5 separate regions of the Mus musculus genome follow, and all the other regions are linked to region 5. A link is a contact called in public HiChIP or PLAC-seq, Micro-C and promoter capture Hi-C data. All regions are on one chromosome and are shown on one strand. Each heading gives the region's core, a stretch centred on a gene start, on an enhancer-like site or on the middle of the called end of the contact. The rest is flanking DNA. Distances are from core to core; before and after follow the strand shown.

Region 1 (2,700 bases), core at 95-2,594, 750 kb after region 5:
ATTAGTTTCCTTATTACTAGGCTGTGTAGATTAAATGAAGGGTAAATATTAGAATTGGATGCTAAAGGCTGCCCTATAAGCAGCTTCAAGATGCTCCTGAACGTACAGAAATCTGTGGCCTGTGTAGAAGACAGAGTTGCTGGACAAGTCTTGCGGATGTACCAGGAGGTCGCATCAGGGCTCCCAACTCAGTCTCACAGAAAAATGTGCTTTGAAGAGGTTGGTCTTCCACTACCACGTAGGACTCCAAGGTTGTATATGTTGTATGTCCTCTGGCCTCCACATTCCCTATGTACATACACACACACACACACACACACACACACACACACACACAAGGAAAAAATCCATTTCATTTGTTTTTCCTCCACTTAAAGCCTTGATTCAATTTTCCATTGGCCCTGGACAAAGTCCAGCACACTTATTATTATGCCCCATTCGCTGTGTCTGAAGTCTCTGGAATACATACCCAGACATTCTTCTCCTTGTATACTGATCTGCAACTATTTAACTTAAAAGGGGAAAACCAGTAATTGACTGCATGTAAGACATTGCAGTTGTACAGGAAATCCTGTTTGTGTAGCGTTTAACATGATGAACCATGCCCATCACTGCCAGGACGTGGCCGTGGAACCAGCTTGGTCTTCCTAAGCACTGGGCATTTGATGCCATCTCCATCCTCGTTGTTGCCTGGGAAACTGTCCCAACTAAGCAATCTTTCTTGCTGTTTATTTACTTGTTTATATATTTATAAGCAGGGTCTCAGTTGATATGTAGCTGGGGCTGGGCTGAAATGTACTAAATAGTCCAGGCTAGCTCCAAAACCACAGTCTTCCTGCCTCAGCTGCTGAGTGCTGGAATTGTAGCTGTGCACCAGTATGCTAGGCTATACATTTATCAAGACCTCAGGGAGCAAAGTCTTTTGTTTTATTTTCTCCATTCCAAACAAAACGTTATCTCCTTTACCACATTTCAAATCCTTTGGCATTTCATTCTCCACTTTGTCCATCCAGCCATTCACCCTCCACCCGTTTTCCCACTCGTTCTTCAGGTCTATTCACTGGGCTTTCACTTAGCATCTGTTGCTGTCATGGCTGTGTGTCACCACCATGCCAGCCCTGAGTCTACCCGCCACACAGACAGTCGCCCACGCTGCAAGTTACATTCTGATGGATGGATGTGAGTATTCAGAGGCCTGATATTCACACTGAGCTAATAACACCAGACAAGTTCCATCAATGTACTCTCATTTGATTAAAAACCAGAGCTATGAAAGGGCTCTGTTACGCAGAGTACTAGCCATTCTTCTCCAAGCTGTCCCAGGGGTGGAATGAGTCACCAGCATTGATTGTCTCAGCTGTTGGCAGCCTCCACCATACCTCTGCCTCTTCAGAACATCACATCCCGGTCCTGCTGTGGTGACGTCACCGGGCTCACACCACTGATTCTGGAGGGAGGGAAAGGAGTGTGGACGGAGAGGCTGACTCCTGGCTCTCTGTGCTGGTCTAGTCCTACAGAAACCTGACTACTCAGAGGAGGCAGTGTGAACGCCTGCAGTCATTTTCTGCACTGTTATTTTAAGTTCTGATTTGATAGCTGATAAGAATGTCCACAAATATCTATGTGCTCAAAATCTACATGTCTTGTGCTTCTGTGGACCACCTCCCACATCTGAGCTCGCTTTCAAAGTGTGTTAGCAAAAGCACTATAAACGCTCAATGCTCACACCTCGGCGCTCACAAACCTACACCCCCACCCCCCGAATGTTGAATGACTGCAGAGATGAGGCTCTTTCAAACACAGAAATCCCTCTAGGCCTCACTTCTGCAGCATCTGCTATTCCCCATAATATAGGCATTATTTTTATCTCCAATTTACAAAGGAGAAGGCAGCGTTAACCTGAGGACATAAAGTTCGTGTTGGCATTCTAATCTAGCGGGGAGCCCCTTGGGGGGAACTTCTTCTGTACTTGAGGTTATTGGAGAAAAAAGCCATGAAGATTGCTTAGGATCCTTTAAAAATATGCAGTACGTGCATGTGTGTGTGTACACGTGTGTGTGTGTGTGTGTGTGTGTGTGTGTGTGTGTGTGTGTTGCATATGCACTTTTTTTGTATGGGTGAATGTTTACATGGTGTGCATATACATGTGTGCACATTTGTGTGTGGATCAGAGGATAACTTTAGACCTCATTTCTCAAGTGCTGTTTACCTTGATTGTTTTTTTTTTTTTTTTTTTTTTTTTTTGTTGTTGTTTAAACCGGTTTCTCCCACCGGCTTTGAGTAGACTACGCAGACTGGCAGGAAGTTCCCAAGGCTCTCCCCATCTCTCTTCTCCAACACTAGGATTGCAAGCATGTCTTTGTTTATTTATTTTTTTTAAATGTGAGTTCTGGGACTTCCAGTCTGGTCTTGATGTTTGTGCCTCAAGCACTTTACTGACTGAGCTATTTCCTCAGACCCAAATATATTTTCAGTTTATTCTTGGAGAATTTCAAACATGAATACAATGTGCTTTGGTCAAATCCACCTTCTACCTCCAGCAGAAATTTCTATTCCTGGAGGGAAGTGCTACAAGCCAAGGGGTCAGAGAGTTCTGAGTTCTTCCACAAAACTAACCCTCCTGTTAACTTGGAAAATTAAAATGACTTTTGTGGGGTTCTCCCCGATGAAATGCAGAGATTGATTCTCAAGAAACAAATG
Region 2 (2,700 bases), core at 35-2,534, 980 kb after region 5:
ACCATAGTTGGCTCATCTATCGTCCTGACATATACTAATAAAACCATAATCATCCAATCTATATATGACATATAATAATGAGCTGCCCATAGACCAAAGCATAGAATCTAAATCATTTCCAGTGATATTGAGAGCTCACATTCAATACACATGTGTGTTCCAGTTCCAATATTCTAAATATGAGTCAAAGGAAATATAAGAGAAACCGAGAACCGGTGAAATCTGACACGAAACAGATTTAAAACATCTGTTCTCCACTCTGCTGGCTAAGCACATGGAGAAGAAAGGTGAATAACCAGTAGGGTTTTTTGTTTGTGGGTTTTGGGTTTTTTGTTTGGTTGGGTTTTTTTTTTGGGGGGGGGGGGGTTATGATTTTATTTTATTTTATTGAGAAAAGAAAAAGGAGGCACAGAGAAAATCCCTATAGTACTTTATGATGTCCCTTTGTATTTTAAAAGGCAAACGCAATACATATTAAGAAAACTAAACAAAACTCCTTAAAATAATTTGCAAGAACGAAGCATCAAGTCTCATCCCGGCCCTTGAATACACTCCTCCAAGCCGCTCCTCAACGCTGCTGGCCAGGCTGAAACTTACTTTCTCTGACTTTGGCTCAGGGTCAAGCGCCCCGAAAACTGCAAAAAGATAAAGGGCCCTCTACACCCAGCTTCCATCAGGAAAGGCAAGAAAGGGCCGGCCAATGCTCGGGCAGGCTGGTGCTAGGGGTCCCCCTCCGGCCGACTCTGCTCCTCCGCCTCCCCGCCCGGTGAGCGCGGCCTCGCCCCGCGCACACAGGAGCCTCGCTAAGGATGGAGAGGAGCGGCGGACGTAGGATCAGACCAGACCTGCAGCGCCCACCCGGCTCCCGCCCGCAGCCAGGGCCTGGCCTGCGGGGACTCTGACCTCTCCGAGCCCCGGGGCTACTGCTGCTACCGCTGCTACCCGTGCTCGGGCTACCGCTGCCCGAGCCGCTGCCGCTGCCGCTGCTGCTGCTGTTGCCGCCGCCGCCCTTGGCGTTCTTGCGCGGGGCCATCGCGAGCTGCTCCGGGGACTGCAGAGAACCGGGGCCTTGCTGAGTGCACTAGGGACACCGGGGCTTCGAGACTCCTGTAGCAGCGCCTTAGCGTCCACTGCGCTCGCTGCGCCTCGGACGACTTGCACCAGCGTGCAGCCGCGCGGTTAGCCTCGCGTGCGCCCAGCCTGCGACTCCTTAGGCTGCCAAGAGCGCTCAGCTCCCCCCGGCCTCGGCCCCGCCCACGCCAGCCTCTGCCCACCCACCAGATCTGAAAGACGCCAACACGAGCCAATCCCGAGGACCGCTGGCAGGGGGCGGGGCAGGCTACGCGCGCCTGCCCTCCTCAGGCCAAAGCTTGTCTTTTGCTGCGCAGTGACTGCAAAGCCCCAGCGGCTTGTGGCTTTCTAGTCTGCCTGGATCCTCTGGAACGTGGCAAACGTGGAAGCCGGCAGGACTCTCGCGAGCGTTGGTGTTCTGGCTCCAACGGGATGGGGCGGGTATGAGGGCGGTGCCCGAGAGCTGCGCACCACCTCTTGGCTTCTTGGGAATTTGGTTCCGGTGCCTAAGTACGACCAAGGGTGCAAGCCCTCTCTTTGAAAAGGATTTGCCACAGTTCCGCCAGTACACTGTGATTGTTGAGCCTTCCAGTGTCAAAAATAAGGATTTGTGCCATCAGTAGTTTTGGAGAACCTTTAGTTAAGACATTAAAATGTTAACATGACTCAAAAACCCTATTTTCTTAACCATGCACAACACTCTCATCACACTAATACCTAGAATTTCTTCATGTCCCCAGCCATTGATCTCCTATGCTTATGCAGTGTACTGCGTCGGGATTGAGAACTGAATATTCAAAAGAAAAATGGCAACAGCTGGATGAACCAGCCAAGGTCCAGCAGAGACCATGATCATTTGTTACCAATTGCCCACATGGTGTCTGTGGGTAACAAAAAAACATGAAGTATGTGGTGATTTAATACATTGCTGTCAATGTCGAGATCTTCCAGGAGTTCTTGGAAGCAGCCCCTTGTAGAAGACCCAGAGTGAGCCACTGCTGTGGGACGACCCCTTCTGAGACTGCAGTTTCCTCAACCACCACTGACCATCATTAGGGTCCACTGGCCTCTGCCTTGTCAGCTGTGAATACTGGGTACCGCCCGGGGAAAAAAGTGGAACCCAAGAGCCTCACAGAACAGGGAAAAAGAGGGCATCGTTTTCACACAGCCATGAAGGTGGGTGCTGCCGTCCATTCTTACTGCATTTCTTTATCTCTGAGCCTCCTCGGCACCCAGGAGTCCTCTCTTTTGAACACAACTTCTTGCCCACAAAGGACATTCTTTCAGCAGGAAACAATGATGGGAATGGGGGGAGGCAGAGAGGCAAATCTGATCCATATCACTTAATGGAAGGTGCTGATATCTAAACTACAATAGATAAATAACTCTCCATCCCCAAGATAAAAAATTTTAATTACTCACAAAACACTATTATAGAGTTGATGCTTTAAAGGTTCAATCTTAACTAGCTTCCACAAATGTTTTAATCCCTTGTGCTGGCTGATTTTGTGTGTCAACGTGGCACAAGCTGGAGTCATCACAGAGAAAGGAGCTTCAGTTGGGGAAGTTCCTCCATGAGATCCAGCTGTAAGGCATTTTCTCAGTTAGTGATCAAGAGGGAAGGGCCCA
Region 3 (2,700 bases), core at 192-2,691, 930 kb after region 5:
AGCCCAGGAGCAGAAGCCACACAGCTTACTCACTAGGTGGCACAGATGTTACGGAGAAGCTGCGTCAAGAGGACAACCTAAACAAAAGGGCTTAGCAACTGGATCTCAATAGACTTCTAAAGGGCAGAAGGGCAGGGCCCTGAGCCGCACTACAATCCGCAGGCAACGGAATAGCAAACTTAGAAGCCTGAGTCAATGGGGCAGGAAAGGCAGACAGGGTTTAAACACAGAAATGCCCTAGGATACTAGGTCTCTCCCGTCCAGAAAGAATGAATCGCCTTTCCTAAGAATTACACTGTTCTTCAGTTTTCACAGAGGATTAGATCGAGGGCCTCCAAGATAAAAAAGCCAAAGATGTTCAAGTCCCTTTTAGAAACTGGACACTGTCTATAATCTCCTATGCATGTCCCCTGCACACTTCCTGTCATCTCTAGGTGCTAACCATACCCAACACAATAGAAATGCTACATAAATGTAAAACTTAAGACTTCTTTAAAAATTATTTAGCCTTCAGTGTACTAATACTATGGTGTAGAGACCAGGTGAAAGTTGATCTTACCCCCTCCAGATTCCTCCAGCTATTGTCACTTTTGCAGAATGGATGCCAAGACAAGCAGCTGTTCCACATGCATATGGCCTAACAATACAAATTAATACATCCTGAGAAAAGGGCTAACAAGCACATGAAACCTGACAGATATTCCGAGAGCTCAATACACCAAAATGACATAGATGCTGATCGATCATGCTGAAGTTTCTTCTCGTTCCTGCCCTGTACAGTCGGTAAGTACATATCTTATTAGTACACCAATAATCTCAGAACTAAGCAAGAGTCTGAGATCACCAGGACCAAATACTGCCCCCTTGATAAAAATAGGTGTGCTCTTCATTCAAGGGACCTTTACTGGATCCAGGAAAGACAAAAATTCAGAAAGAGGAAATGCATGCCACTGTACAGACTCTGACAATAAGGCTCCTCTCTAACAGCCTGAATTCAGGACCAGAAAGGAGACTCCACGAGGACTGGACAGTGTCCTCTCCTTACCATCATGGGAACAGGACTAAGGGAGTTCTGAGTGCCCAGGATGGATGAGCTCTGTGGCCTAAGTAAGCAGGGTGCATCTGTAACTGGCACTCAATACACCTTTGATTTCCACCAAGAACAAAAGGGGAAAAACCTGCATCCCTTCAGTAAAGACAGATCATTTAGACCCAGTAAAATTGTGGGGTTTTTGCCCCAATTTATTTTTCATTTATTCAAAAATCAAATCTGCTGCACCCCTTGCACACAGCAATAGGCACAGTTAAAAATTGCAGTTACTCAAGTTTTTCTTTGCTTGTCTTTTAGAAAGCTAACGTTTCTCTTCCAAAGGTCTTAAAAGACCCAGAACCTTTCAGCTTATCTACTGTGTATATTCCCCACTCAGCAAGCAAACACTGGCTATAGACTGTTGGTTACTGGCCAGGTACTGTGCAAATCACAGACTGAGAGCAAGGGTGAACAGGAGCTGGGCACTGCGGCTGTGGCACCGAGCCCAGCCTCCCAGATAAGTTACATGCCACACCATAGGTGCCAATGTGCCAGGGGGCTGGGTCCCACACGAGGGTATTCTCGGCAGAGGGAACTGCCACAGGAGCATGGCCTGTACTTTGTCTTTCTACCTCAGTCCTTTGTTACCACACAGCATTTCACTGGAGGGACTGTCTACCTGACAGCCCATCTCTCAGTCCCCATCAAGTCAGTGACACACTGCAGATTCCCCAGGGGCGTGGGGGGAAGGGGCAAGTGAGAGTGAGTCAGCAAGTGAGAAATACTGCTGCAGCATTTAGAAAACACCACTATCACAAATTGCAAAAGCTTTAAATAGACCCTACAAATGTAAAACCTCTTGCAGAAATTGATGTCTGTGAAAAGAAAACCAAGCCAAATAAAAAACAAAAATCTGGTTTTTGTGGTTATATCCTTGGGCAAGCAGGATATGGGAATGCAGTTTACTACAGAGGATTTTTTTTTTCTCCAATTTTTCATGAAACCTTGTGTAGTGGTGCATGGCTATAATCTCAGAAGGTTAAAGTTAGATCAGGAAGATGCAAGATCAAGGCCAGCCTGAGGTACAGGTGACAGCCAGCAGGACAACTTAGTGAGAGTCTGTCTCAAAATAAGAACAAAAGGAATTAAGGAATAGCCTTTGTTTAAGCATCGGTAGGGTCTGCATTCAATCCCCAATACCCTGAAAAAAAAAAGTTTGTGTGAAACTATAACTGCCAAATAATACTTACCCTTCAGCTTCCTAATGATAGAAATGTTCTCTTCAGATACACCAGGAAGAAACTGAAAACTCACAATAAAGCAAGCCTGGCTGTACTTATTATTACATTGTCATTCCACCATGTTCTCTCATTGTCTAGAATTCCTGCAGGTCAAGGGTCAGGATGGGATCTCTGTCCCATGGCTTCTTACAGTAAAATATCCATTCTGACCAGTCATGTTCAACTCTCTATACTGGGGCAGATAAAAGGAGAGGAGGAGAAAAGAATTGGAAACCAACACAGAGCCTGCCAGCCTGGAGCGCAGTGGACCATGTGGCATCCCTGCCTGGCTGCTCCTTACCTGTCTCCCTGAGGGAGAGGAACTTCTTCTAGGGAAGCAGTGTTCCTTCACCCACACTGTGACAGTGGACACTGTTCACAGCTCATGTC
Region 4 (2,700 bases), core at 141-2,640, 950 kb after region 5:
GGTTTAAAACTCCAGCTCCAAGGGACCCATCGCCCTATTCTGACCCACACACATGCATACACTCACATAGGTGATTATATGAAGAGAACAGGAAGTACCCCCAGGAACTTCCTCAAATGAGGATGGAGATGCCCCCTACCTAACCACGTGGTCCACCCAGAACTCACCCAGCCGTGCACACACACTCTTATCTCATCAGACATGGGCAGGTAGGTGTTCCTTGAAAACTCTCTCTAGAGAAAGGTTTTGCCATCAACCAACCACGGCAGCTCACATCTGTAACCCTAACACTTGGAAGCCAAGGCAGGAGGATCATTGTAGGTTCCAGGCCAACCTGGGCTATACAATAAGATGCTACTTCAGATCTATACCCACTAAAGGAATCAGTTCATGATCTAGAATTTTTTAAAATTCATAATAAACCTGAACAGAAAATAAAGAGTGCAGAAAATAGCGAAAATGAATTTAACAAAATTTGTTTTGATGGAAGCATCCATATACCACAATAAATAGAGAGCCTACACAGAAATCTTCAAGATTCAGGTCACTACTCTGGGGCAGCCCTTTGCTTTTTCAAGAGTTGGTGGGAAGCTACAACCTGTCATAATACAAGAGAAGAAATAACAATCCTTGGATTTTCACTCTTACAAGCTCACTAGAGAAATCATACCCTAGTTCTTACCTAGAACTTCTTCATAATCGACCAAGTCAAACCACACGACAGCCACAGATGTCCAGACGCCGAGCAATGCAATGACCATGAACCATGTGAAAAAGGACCCTCCTGAAATCCCTCCTCTTCTCCCATTCTTGTGTCCTCCGTGCTTTGCCTCTGTGTGGAGAGAGAAAAATGGCATGTGTCATCACAGCGGAAGAAGATACTTGGCTGAACACCATTTTGACAGTAATTTGATAAATCATTTCAGAAACACGTTTTAACTAAATTCTCAAAGTGCACTCCATAAATTAATGACTCTGAACACGAGAAGCTTCTGCTTACTCAATCACCATGCTTAAATAATCTTAATTTTGAACACAAGCAAACTCCTGATTGGGTTACACTTTGGTTTTGCTTTTAAATAGAATTCCTCCCAAGTCCTTTGTCAAAAGAGTCTGCACGGCCACATGTCCTGCCTCTCGTGCTAATTAGCAGACACTGGTATGTCATCTGCCTTCCTGAAACTTCAGGTTCTTGCCTTCCTGTACCAAGGAAAATACTGGTCCCGTTTTGATATTTCTCACTGTTATCTTGTATTATCAAAAAATGTAAGTTTTCAACTAGCCAAAGCTGTTCAGTTTTCATTTTGCTACAGCATCCAAGTCTTTAGCAGGTGGCATGGACATGGGGACAGGCAATCTGTTTTGCCTTCCCCTTCTGTGGCTCTCCGTCCTACATGGCTCTCTAATCCCTGAATGGCTGTGCTGATCTTCCTGGTGCCTTACGGCTCTGCTGGCTCCTTTACTGGAAGCTGGCTTTTCCTGGTGCTGGTGAGTTGCTATTTTCTTATGGAGCGATATCTCTTGCCTACACGCAATCAGAAACCCACCCTAGAACCCTTGAAGTTCAGTGAGTATAAATTAAATGAAATCAAGAGGTGCCTATGGACCTTTTTCCATATCCTATTTACATTGTACACAGTCCTGAGTCATAACCGCCACAGAAGGAGACAATTCCCTCTAAAATTATGCAATATTGGGAAAGGTGAGAGAGAGGAGGTACAAAAACAGAAATCACAGACAAAAAGAAGCAATCCAGCCCAGTTCCATCTCCCTCCTCCAGGAGACCCAGTAGGGCGTGGGAAGGCAGGAAGCAGGCCTTGCCAACTGGACTCAATGCAGGAAACAGCTCTGTAAACTGCTGTTCACCAAGTGTCGTTTATCACGTTTGCTATGTTTTATGTGCCTTATAATCCTCCAGAAATATTCTTCTAATGGTCAAATAAACAGAAGTCACTGGTCATTACTAATAAAAAAAAGTCAATACTTTTTTATAAATTAGCATCATATTCACTTTTAAAAGAATGTTATATTCCACAATTATAAACAAATATACTTAGAAGGTTATATCATATCCCCAAAGGGCATCTGGGAAAAGGAAACCTTGCTCCATCTTACAGAAGGACAATGCCAGGTATGAGTGGCACTGTGGGCTCTTCCCACAGCACTGGCCCGAGCACTGCTACATACATGTGGCCCTCATGGCAACTTGCCCACATTTCTGCTAAAGGTATTTCTAGAGGCTTAAGCAGGACATTGTTCATTCTGTGCAACTGTTTCTCACGTGCCACAACATCCAACATGCTGAGTTTCCCCAGCCCAAAGGCAGAGGGGTCCCGGGATTATTCACCAGTATCCCTAAGCATCCCTTGCATGGGGCATTTCCTGCCTAGAAACCCCTGAATTCTCAAGGACAGGAATCCTCACCCTCATCGGCACTGCAAAGCTCAGGAAATGACCTCTGCGGTCCTAAGTCCTCAGCGTCTAAAGAGGGCTGACCTGCATGACTCGCATCTCCATCAGCTTTTACTCAGAACCCACCTTCTACCTCCACACATGCTACTAAAAGAACTAGCAGCTTCAGGCAATTAAATAATTCCAATGCATTACTCAGAAAGAGAACTGAAACTGTTTGTTAAAAGGATATTCTTTTCTTAGATTTATTTTATGCGTTATGAGTGTTTTGTGCACCATATGAGTGCT
Region 5 (2,700 bases), core at 191-2,690:
CTTATTATAAGTGGAAGACTTACATTAGATTTGTGATTTTTGGTTTATGATACTGGAGCTATAAAAAAGTAGATTTTCAATGTCACATTTTTTTCCCTGTAGTGTTAATGTTTTCTTCTGATTATCTGTAAACTATTTGATGACTATGTTTCTTTTAGAAATCCAACTTATGGCGAAAGAAAACCAGAATCAATGCACTTAAATAAGCAACAATTGTAAAAAAATTTTTTAAAAAAAAGAGTAAAACTATTTCTATTAGGAGATAGATGTCTAACTGATTAAGCTGCAGTATAAATGAAGCAGTTTTGGCAAGTCATTTGTCCATATAAAACTGTGTGATTCTAAGCTCAGTAGTAGTACAACCATCAGTGGGCCAGATTAGCATGCTTTGCCTTTTCTCTACGATTTTTGAGTTCAATAGCACTTACACAGCTGTCATAGCTGGCTGTATAACCTCCTTCCTTATTTATAAGTGAGTGCAGTCTTTAGCCTAATAAAACCATACTGGAGTTTACAATTGTTGACCGTTTATAAATCTGCTCCGTGTTTCACACACAAAAGATGCTTAGTAAATGTTTAAATATCTATTACACAAGAGGGAAACTAATTTAAAAAATGTCTTCAAGGTTAATATTCATCTTGTACCGGAAAGAGAAATGGGCAAGAAGGTCGGCTATTCAAAGCTGGAAGATGATATTTAGTGCCACATTGGCGAAGGAATGATGAAAACACTCCAGTTCTGACACGTTTAAAAATGGGCACACATCCTATTTCTTTGTTTCATAACCATTGCGCTATCCCTTCGTTTTTTGGCATGCTAACAAATTCAACTAAAATCAATGCTCTCTAGTTAAAACTTTTTGATTTAGTGGCAGATCCCGCTGTCCTATCACCGAGGACGTCAGTTAAAGCCAAGTGGTGAGGCAGGGATGGATCTATTTGAAAGGAAAGGCGTCCATCCTAGGTATTTCGTGTGGGAAAATCATCTCAAGTTGAAGGATAATTACAGAAGAGACACCCAAACACCCCTAGCCTCCTCGGTCCGCACCGGGCTGGCCACCCCTCGCGGTGGCGGGGGGTCACTACGGGCTCCGGGCCTCCGCTTCCTGCCCCAGGGCGGCGCACCGCGGCTCCGGGAAGGTGCTGCGCGGAAACGTGGCACCCTCTGCACCCGCGCGAGAGCGCTGGCAGCAGGCGGCCCGAGAGGCTGCGGCGGCCGCGCACCGGGACCGACACCCGCCCGCTGCGCCGGCGCCCGGCGGGACGGGAAGGGGCGGCCGCCCGCGCCGCGCCGCCCCCTTCTCTCGGCCTCTCCGCGGCCTCCGCCACCCCGGCCGAATTCTTGCATAAATTATGCCAGGCGCGCCTGACGTCAGGTGGCGGCGCGCGGGCGCGGGCGCGCCGCGGAGAGAGCCGGCCGCGGGCGCGCGCGGCCCGGGAGGCTCGTGCGCGCGGCGTGCAGGGCGCGCGCAGGCGCTGGCGTGCTGGGGCCGCGGCGGCGGCGGCGGCGGCGGCGGCAGCGGTGGCGGCGGCGGCGCGGGGGTTGAGCCGTGGTGGTGCGGACGCGCTCGTGCTCGGGAACTATCGGATTAAACTTGAATCGAGTGGAATTACACAAAGGAGCGCCGCGGAGGAGGCGGCCCGGGGACCCGGAGACCCCGCAACTCGCCAGAGCCCCGTCCGCGCGCGGCCAACTCCGCGTCCGTGGATCAGCCCCCGGCCGCGGCCGCCGAGCCAACTCCGGAGCCGCTCTGCGTTTTGTTCCCCACGGCGCGCGGCGGCTGACTAGCCCGAGCGAAGGAGCGAGCCGGTGAGCGCAGACTTCCCCGGCGCCCCCGGGAGGGGCGGCGGCAGGAAACCGTGCCGGGCCGCGGCCGCGCGGAGTTGCGAGAGGGGAGTTGGGCGTGTGCGGGGCGCGGGGAGAGGTGCGCGGGGGCCGCGGTCGGCAGGAGCGTAGCGCCGCCCGCCCGGTCGCCTGCGTTGCTGCCGCCGGGGCCCGAACCCGCGGCCCGAGCGCCGCCCCGCGCCCCAACTTTTGCCTGCGTCCGCGGGGCCGGCGGCGGCGGGGGCGCGCGGGGCGGCCGAGGGTCACTTCCTCGCATGTAAATGGCTTTTTGTTGTGCTGCCGGCGTCGGGGGGGACGGGGACAGGAGGGAGCGTGTCTGCGCTCTGGGGAGCGCGAGCGCGTTTCCTCCCGCCGGCACCGAGCACGAGTTGCCGGCTGCGTTCGAGAGAAAAGGGAAGGAGGAAAAAGTTGGGTTCCAACTCCGGCGCGAGCGGCGGCGGGCGCGCGGGCGCGGGGCGCTGAGCGCGGGGCTCGGGGACGGCGGCGCCCCCCGCCTCGCCCCCGCCCCCCGCTCCGGCCCGACCACGCCGCGCTCGCCGGGAGCGGCGGCCGCACCGGCGCGAACAAAGTGCGTCCCTGCGGGCGCGGCGGCGCTAGCCCGTGCGGGGACGGCCACGGGCGAGGTGGGTCGGCGGCAGGGAAAGTGCGCGGGGCGCCGCGTGGGGCGGGGGCGGGGGTGGCGCGAACACGCGGCGCGGGGGGCGTCCCGAGCCCAGCCGGTGGCGGCGGCGGTCGCAGAGTTCCGAGCCCGCAGCTAGGGGTTCCTGGGGCTCCCCGGCAGCTCCCAAGTGCGCGAGGACGAGAAGAAAGGGAGCCGGGCTGGGGCGAGTGCGGGCGGGCGACCGGGGGACCCC

Evidence for each region. Promoter capture Hi-C pulls out the DNA fragments that hold promoters and counts their contacts. Hi-C and Micro-C count contacts between places; a contact is called where the count stands out from the background. HiChIP or PLAC-seq counts read pairs in DNA pulled down with a chosen protein or histone mark.
Region 1: an H3K4me3 HiChIP or PLAC-seq map of forebrain shows a contact between it and region 5, with 8 times the contacts expected there. The contact joins the enhancer-like site here to the promoter of Chd7 in region 5. A contact is called at or near these places in 2 of 39 promoter capture datasets (hippocampal neurons and pre-B cells), 2 of 115 datasets of contacts at active chromatin or transcription factors (bone marrow-derived macrophages and forebrain) and 1 of 9 other capture datasets (embryonic stem cells).
Region 2: a contact with region 5 is called in a Micro-C map of embryonic stem cells, with 11 times the contacts expected there. The contact joins the promoter of Asph here to the promoter of Chd7 in region 5. A contact is called at or near these places in 6 of 39 promoter capture datasets (the C10 cell line, cranial neural crest, embryonic stem cells and 3 more), 1 of 484 Hi-C or Micro-C datasets (embryonic stem cells), 5 of 115 datasets of contacts at active chromatin or transcription factors (cardiomyocytes, embryonic forebrain and embryonic stem cells) and 1 of 9 other capture datasets (liver).
Region 3: a contact with region 5 is called in a promoter capture Hi-C map of liver, with 2.2 times the contacts expected there. The contact joins the enhancer-like site here to the promoter of Chd7 in region 5. A contact is called at or near these places in 4 of 39 promoter capture datasets (the C10 cell line, liver and pre-B cells) and 1 of 115 datasets of contacts at active chromatin or transcription factors (bone marrow-derived macrophages).
Region 4: a promoter capture Hi-C map of pre-B cells shows a contact between it and region 5, with 6 times the contacts expected there. The contact joins the enhancer-like site here to the promoter of Chd7 in region 5. A contact is called at or near these places in 5 of 39 promoter capture datasets (the C10 cell line, cranial neural crest, liver and 1 more) and 2 of 115 datasets of contacts at active chromatin or transcription factors (bone marrow-derived macrophages and stem cell-derived neural progenitor cells).

Annotation. Positions count from the first base shown.
Region 1 is chr4:9,443,252-9,445,951 of GRCm38.p6, forward strand. All of the region lies in intron 5 of Clvs1 (clavesin 1), which reads left to right. Among named protein-coding and RNA genes, the nearest start is that of Gm11816, 160 kb to the left of the region's middle. Within about 2 kb of position 1,345, at least 67 of the 459 cell types and tissues checked have an H3K27ac peak or open chromatin away from gene starts, as enhancers often do. A contact at or near this core is called in forebrain, where this site is marked.
Region 2 is chr4:9,667,878-9,670,577 of GRCm38.p6, forward strand. Asph (aspartate-beta-hydroxylase) reads right to left here and starts at 1,285. Exons shown (of 24, transcript NM_023066.3): 1 at 904-1,285. The coding sequence starts at 1,033.
Region 3 is chr4:9,614,545-9,617,244 of GRCm38.p6, forward strand. The region is part of intron 3 of Asph (aspartate-beta-hydroxylase); the gene reads right to left. Among named protein-coding and RNA genes, the nearest start is that of Asph, 53 kb to the right of the region's middle. Within about 2 kb of position 1,442, at least 44 of the 459 cell types and tissues checked have an H3K27ac peak or open chromatin away from gene starts, as enhancers often do. A contact at or near this core is called in liver, where this site is marked.
Region 4 is chr4:9,638,516-9,641,215 of GRCm38.p6, forward strand. It overlaps Asph (aspartate-beta-hydroxylase), which reads right to left. Exons shown (of 24, transcript NM_023066.3): 2 at 683-832. Among named protein-coding and RNA genes, the nearest start is that of Asph, 29 kb to the right of the region's middle. Within about 2 kb of position 1,391, at least 28 of the 459 cell types and tissues checked have an H3K27ac peak or open chromatin away from gene starts, as enhancers often do.
Region 5 is chr4:8,688,966-8,691,665 of GRCm38.p6, forward strand. Chd7 (chromodomain helicase DNA binding protein 7) reads left to right here and starts at 1,441. Exons shown (of 38, transcript NM_001277149.1): 1 at 1,441-1,810.